Linked DNA regions of Mus musculus: region 1 is linked to region 2. Evidence: chromatin contacts called from public capture Hi-C data. All regions are on one chromosome and are shown on one strand. Each heading gives the region's core, a stretch centred on a gene start, on an enhancer-like site or on the middle of the called end of the contact. The rest is flanking DNA. Distances are from core to core; before and after follow the strand shown. Region 1 holds the start of Olfr222 (olfactory receptor 222). Region 2 holds the start of Zkscan17 (zinc finger with KRAB and SCAN domains 17).

What was found. Capture Hi-C pulls out chosen DNA fragments and counts their contacts.
Region 1: a capture Hi-C map of macrophages shows a contact between it and region 2, with 6 times the contacts expected there. The contact joins the promoter of Olfr222 here to the promoter of Zkscan17 in region 2. A contact is called at or near these places in 16 of 39 promoter capture datasets (the 3T3-L1 cell line, the C10 cell line, the HPC-7 cell line and 10 more), 9 of 15 datasets of contacts at CTCF or cohesin (CD8 T cells, the G1E-ER4 cell line, the NIH/3T3 cell line and 5 more), 146 of 484 Hi-C or Micro-C datasets (the 63-12 cell line, 8-cell embryo, the AML12 cell line and 91 more), 27 of 115 datasets of contacts at active chromatin or transcription factors (the 230-238 cell line, the HPC-7 cell line, the SCID.adh cell line and 15 more) and 5 of 9 other capture datasets (adipose tissue, embryonic stem cells, liver and 2 more).

Annotation. Positions count from the first base shown.
Region 1 is chr11:59,570,350-59,573,049 of GRCm38.p6, reverse strand. It overlaps Olfr222 (olfactory receptor 222), which reads left to right and starts at 1,312. Exons shown (of 1, transcript NM_001011789.1): 1 at 1,312-2,268. The coding sequence starts at 1,312. The coding sequence ends at 2,268.
Region 2 is chr11:59,505,214-59,507,913 of GRCm38.p6, reverse strand. Zkscan17 (zinc finger with KRAB and SCAN domains 17) reads left to right here and starts at 1,274. Exons shown (of 10, transcript NM_172941.4): 1 at 1,274-1,750; 2 at 1,952-2,086. It overlaps 4933439C10Rik (RIKEN cDNA 4933439C10 gene), which reads right to left and starts at 2,261. Exons shown (of 5, transcript NR_015585.3): 1 at 1,028-2,261; 2 at 602-723; 3 at 1-83.

The DNA of each region.
Region 1 (2,700 bases), core at 63-2,562, 65 kb before region 2:
AATGACAAGTTTCTCCTTAGCCCTGGAGCTCCATCATGGACTAGTATAGTTATCAGAGGCCACCAGAGAGAGAGAGAGCCTTGACTCTGCACACAGAGGGGCTTTGATCCACAGAGCAGCTTTGATAGTCGTGAGGGGAACTTTTCCAAATGGTTGAGGTCTCCAGGCTGTCAAAGGCTTACTGGGGCCAACTCCTAATGACCTAATTTCATTTTGTCTCCTACCTCAATCCCATGAATCACTGATGGCAGGCAGCTCATTGGTTCCCTGAGAGCAGCGGCACCCAGAAATCAAACTGGCTGTGCTCTTTGTCTCTGTCTCTCTGTCTCTCTATCTCACTGTCTCTCTCTCTCTCTCTCTCTCTCTCTCTCTCTCTCTCTCTGTCTCTCTCTGATAATATCTCCTTGGCAAAGATTTAAATGTCACTCTAAGTATGAAACAAATAGCATCCCAGAGCCAACTGATCTTTTGTCAAACAATTCTAAGGACTTTCTCCCAAGCTCACCATTGTTGCACTCAGGTCTCACTGGGAATCAGTAACAAATCAGAAGGTAAAGTTTTCCATTCCCCCCCCCCCCCCACTCCAGGTATTCAGAGAGCCTGGAACCCTGCTGTTTTACAGTCTGAGTGAGGGACAGAGAAGCCATGGTGAGTAGTCTAGGGCCAGAGCTTCTGTAGTCCTGTGAGCCAGAGCACATCCTCACAGTGACATTGTCACAGTGACATCCTCACAGTGACAGGCCAGGTGTCGTCATCAGAGGTGAGAAGGCTGCATGACTGTGAGCTTATCGAGAGAGTCCCTCCCTGCTCGCAAAGCGCGTCTTCCTGCTTTATTTTACCTCTTTCCTCTATCCTGTCTCTGTCTCCAGAAGACAAAATAAAAAAGCCTCAGAAAGTGGACACTTTCCCATCAACGTGTTTGTGGAGAAGTCAAACACTCCAGGGGCAGTGGGAATCATGGGAGTCATGACTGAACGTGAATGACGCCTGAGGCTGTGTGGAACTCTGGCACCGAAGTCTCTCTATCTTCTCCAGGATCTGCAGCCGAGGCAAGCCTCATCCCCACTCCCACTGTAACAGATGCAGGAATTGAAGTTTAGCAAGACTGGCTTGGTGAAGGTCAGAGTAGGAGGGGGTGTGAGATGCGCATACTGCTGTCTTGACGCCCCATCCAGGGGGCTAAAGAGGGTCAGGCAGGAGGAAGCCTGAGAGAAAGCAGACACCGTGAGAAAATGACTCATTTCATCCCGTGCCAGTCACTCACCCAAACTCTCTTCACTCATCATCGCAGCTCCCAGAAGATGCCTTAGCATGAGAGGTGACAACCACAGCTGCTTCTGGGACACCCCAAAGGACTTTATCCTCCTGGGCATTTCCGACAGGCCATGGCTGGAGCTCCCAGTCTTTGCAGTCCTCCTGGTGTTCTACATTCTGGCTATGCTGGGGAACATCTCTATCATCCTGGTATCCCAGCTGGATCCTCAGCTCCACAGCCCCATGTACATATTCCTCAGCCACTTGTCCTTCCTGGATCTCTGCTACACCACCACCACTGTCCCTCAGATGCTGTTCAACATGGGGAGCTCCCAGAAGACCATCAGTTACGGTGGCTGCACGGTGCAATACGCCATTTTCCACTGGCTGGGCTGCACCGAGTGCGTTGTCTTGGCGGCCATGGCTCTGGACCGCTACGTGGCCATCTGTGAGCCACTCCGCTATGCTATCATCATGCACCGCCCACTCTGCCAGCAGCTCGTGGCTATGGCCTGGCTCAGCGGCTTCGGCAACTCCCTTGTTCAGGTCATCCTGACAGTGCAATTGCCTTTCTGTGGCCGGCAGGTGCTGAACAACTTCTTCTGCGAGGTGCCAGCCATGATCAAGCTGTCCTGTGCTGATACTACGGCGAATGATGCCACCCTGGCTGTGCTGGTGGCCTTCTTTGTGCTGGTCCCTCTGGCCCTCATCCTCCTCTCCTACGGCTTCATTGCTCGGGCAGTGATGAGGATCCAGTCCTCCAGGGGACGGCACAAGGCCTTCGGGACTTGCTCTTCCCACCTGTTGGTGGTCTCCCTCTTCTACCTGCCCGCCATTTACATGTACCTGCAGCCGCCATCCAGTTACTCACAGGAGCAGGGCAAGTTCATCTCCCTCTTCTATTCTATAATCACCCCCACCCTTAACCCTTTCATCTACACCTTGAGGAATAAGGACGTGAAGGGAGCTCTCCGAAGACTCCTGGCAAGGACCGGAAGGCTGTGTGGAAGGTGAAAAATGTAATCCCGGAAGACCTACACCTCTGGCAGAACTCCGCAGCAAGGACTCTGGGGGGTGGGTAGGGTTGTAGCTCAGGGGTGGTACAGCACTTCCTTGGCATGTGGGAAGGACTGAGTTCAACCCCTAGGGCTGTAGGAAATTCTTGGAACAGTAGGTTCTTTGAGAGATTTGAAAGAAAACAAAAAACATCCAAAAGCATTTCACCTTCCGTGTGGTGATGAGGCTCAAAGTCCCGCATCTGAGCGTTAAGTTCCATTCTCAGAGCACAGTTCTAAGAAGCCATATATCTTCAAGAAGCGCTTAAATGACTTGATGCTCACAAGTACTCGTTACGCTGTTTAACTTCTAATTCCCTGGCTCTTCCTGTTTTCTTCCTCTTCCTGTATTTCCTCTCTCGTTTCCCATGTATCTTTTTAAACCCCTTTC
Region 2 (2,700 bases), core at 25-2,524:
CCTTAGATCACCTGACTGCGCCTTGATGGGTGTGATTTAACACAGGTGCTCCGATTCCAGTCTATTAGTCCCTATTCCAGGTTCTATGCAGAAGAAACACAGAAAGAAGGCATATTAGGAGTCATTGGCGGCTTCTGAACAGCGAGAGGGGACCTAAATCCTGAGAGTTGTGAGCTCAGGGGGAGAAACTAAAGGGAAAGTGTTTGTGGGGGGAGAAAAATCCCATGTATCAGCCACCTCCTGGCGCTGCATTTTACCTGCGTGAGGGCTCCAATAAGTGCGCCTCTGAGGAATCCAAGTATTGAGCAGCCACCAGGCAGGAGCCTAAACAGCAGCCCTTCGGGATACACAACTGGACTAATCACTAGGCTTGACTCCCCAACGGGGTCTTTGGTCATTCCAGGCTGTGCTTCCTGGCTGGTGTTTTTGAAAAGGGATTGGCATGGATTTGTAAGTCTAGGTGGCTCCTATTGCTCTCTGTGAGCCTTAAGTCCCAGCCTTGGGTGACCCTTGCTTGCTCAGCGTTCTTCTGCACTTGGGGAACAATCATCCACTTGACTCACCTCCTAATGTCCCAAAACCTCGACCCTTAACTCCATACCTACTAGTCGGAAGAGATTGTCCCAGTCCCAATTATTAGAAGGAAACGGAAGCACGAAGTCTGCCGGTGGTGGGGTGTCTCTATCAAACCACCTTCTTTAAGGGTGACTTCCTACCATGTACCTTCGAAAGAGAACCAGAAAGGGGAAAAAAAATCAGCACAGTAGCTCACTTCTAGGCAGATTTTTCTTTGCTTCCTCCCTTTGACAGTCCGGCTCCATTGTCCAGCCCGAGGGAACTGAGGGAGGATTTGGACTCTACTCAACACAGGGTAGATGAGGCAGGAATAGGTTCCAATGCCCTAGTTCTTGGTCACCTCTCACTCTCCGTGACTTAAGTCACTCTGTCCTGTGTTTATGCATTAAGCCAGCGACAAGCTCCCCAACTCATACTCTCAGGATTGGCAACCTTCTCTCTCCGTACTCACCAGGACTATCCTGGTGCTCAGAGGGACCCAGAGTGCTACAGTCTTCCTTAAACAGAGAAATCGTAGATCATCTCCATGCCACGAAGCCGCGGGCCGCTGCTTCGGCGAGCACCGTGGATCGCTGGGTCTGCATTTCTCCAGTCCTACCGATTTGGGTGGCTCTGGCAGCGTTGGCTTTGAAATGGAATTGCGGCTGGAAGGGATTGGGGCACAACAGCACACACGGGATGCAAATGGTCACTGGGAGATCCCCTTACACCTCATCCCTCCTCCTCCCAATTCTGGCATTTCGCCAGCGCCGCCAGACCAGCCCTTCCCTGCGCCCACACAAGAGGAGCAGAGAAGAGCAAAGCCCCAAGCCGGCCTCCCTGGCTGGTGGCCGCGCGAACTGGCCCCCAGCGCCCGGGTCCCGCCGGGGCGCGCGCGCGCATCCCGAGCCCGCTAGGAAGGCCCACAAAGCTAAAGCCCGGGCCCCGGGCCCAGGCCGGGAGAGCACGGAGCGGGGCGGGGCGGGGCGGTCCAGGCGGGCCGGGGGTGTCGGATGTCACCCCCCCGCGTACACCTCGGCCAGGAGGCGGGGAAGCGAACCACTGAGATGAGGAGACCTCCTCGGTCCTAGAGCGGTGCAGGAAGTGTCCCAGGGGAGGGAGCCGGAGGGCTCCGGCCTTTCCTTTCCGCGGCGGCCCGGCCTACGCGGCCCGCCAACCGGGACGCTGCGCAGCGGTGAGTATACTGTGGCCCGGCTTCCCATGCCCCGCTGTCTGAACCCGGAACCCGCTCCCCACTTCCCGCGCTCTGATCCCCAGCCCGCGCCTGGGTCCTGCTCCCTGTTCTCCTCTTCCCGCGTCCGGGCCCAGATCCCTGCTCCCAGAGCCGCGTCCTCATAGGTGCCCTCGGGGATGAAGCAATACAATTCTCTTCCAGGCGTCTCCCTTCGCTCCCAAGCCCAGCTGATGCATTCTAGAGGATCCCGAGACAGGGTTGGCCTGGCCAGGGACCGAGTCTGGCCCATGCATTGGAGCCGCCTCTGCCAAAACACCAGAGAGACCGAGCTGGAAGGTGAGGATCTGCTCGCCTGCTGTCCCGGGCTTCGAAGGAAAGAGCCAGCAAATCTGAAAGAGTGGAAGCGACAGAAACCCCATAGTTCTCCTGGCCTAAAACACCCTCCTCTTCCTCCTCCTCCTGCTCTTCATTCCTTCCCTGGGATCCTGCGCCTTCAATAACTGCTTTGGGCAAGCCCCGCCCCTGCGGGAGCCCTCCCCTCCCTAACGGTAGTTCATTCATAAAGCTTCCGCTCCCGAGGCTCCTGCGCGCCAGGTGCCAGAGTGACAAAGAGGCACACGCTTGTCTGGCCTAGGGCTCTTTGAGAGCAGTCCCCCAGCAGAACCGGGTGCTGAGGGTGGGACCCTGGACACACTATCCTAAGTGTAGACCTGAGCCATTCAGGGCCCAGCAGGTGGGAGACAGTGGGCGGAGGAAGCAGGAGAGAGCGGGCGGGGCCCGGATTGGGTTCTTAATACGGGAGTAAGACGTGAGAGTAGTCGAGGTTCACAGCCTGTTGCTTTCAGAAGCTCGCGTCGGGTGTCTGCCTTTACTTCGGCAATCAGAGGAATACAGAAAAGTTGAGGTTCCAGGTTGTTATTCGGTTGCTTGGTGGCTTTCTGGTATCGCTT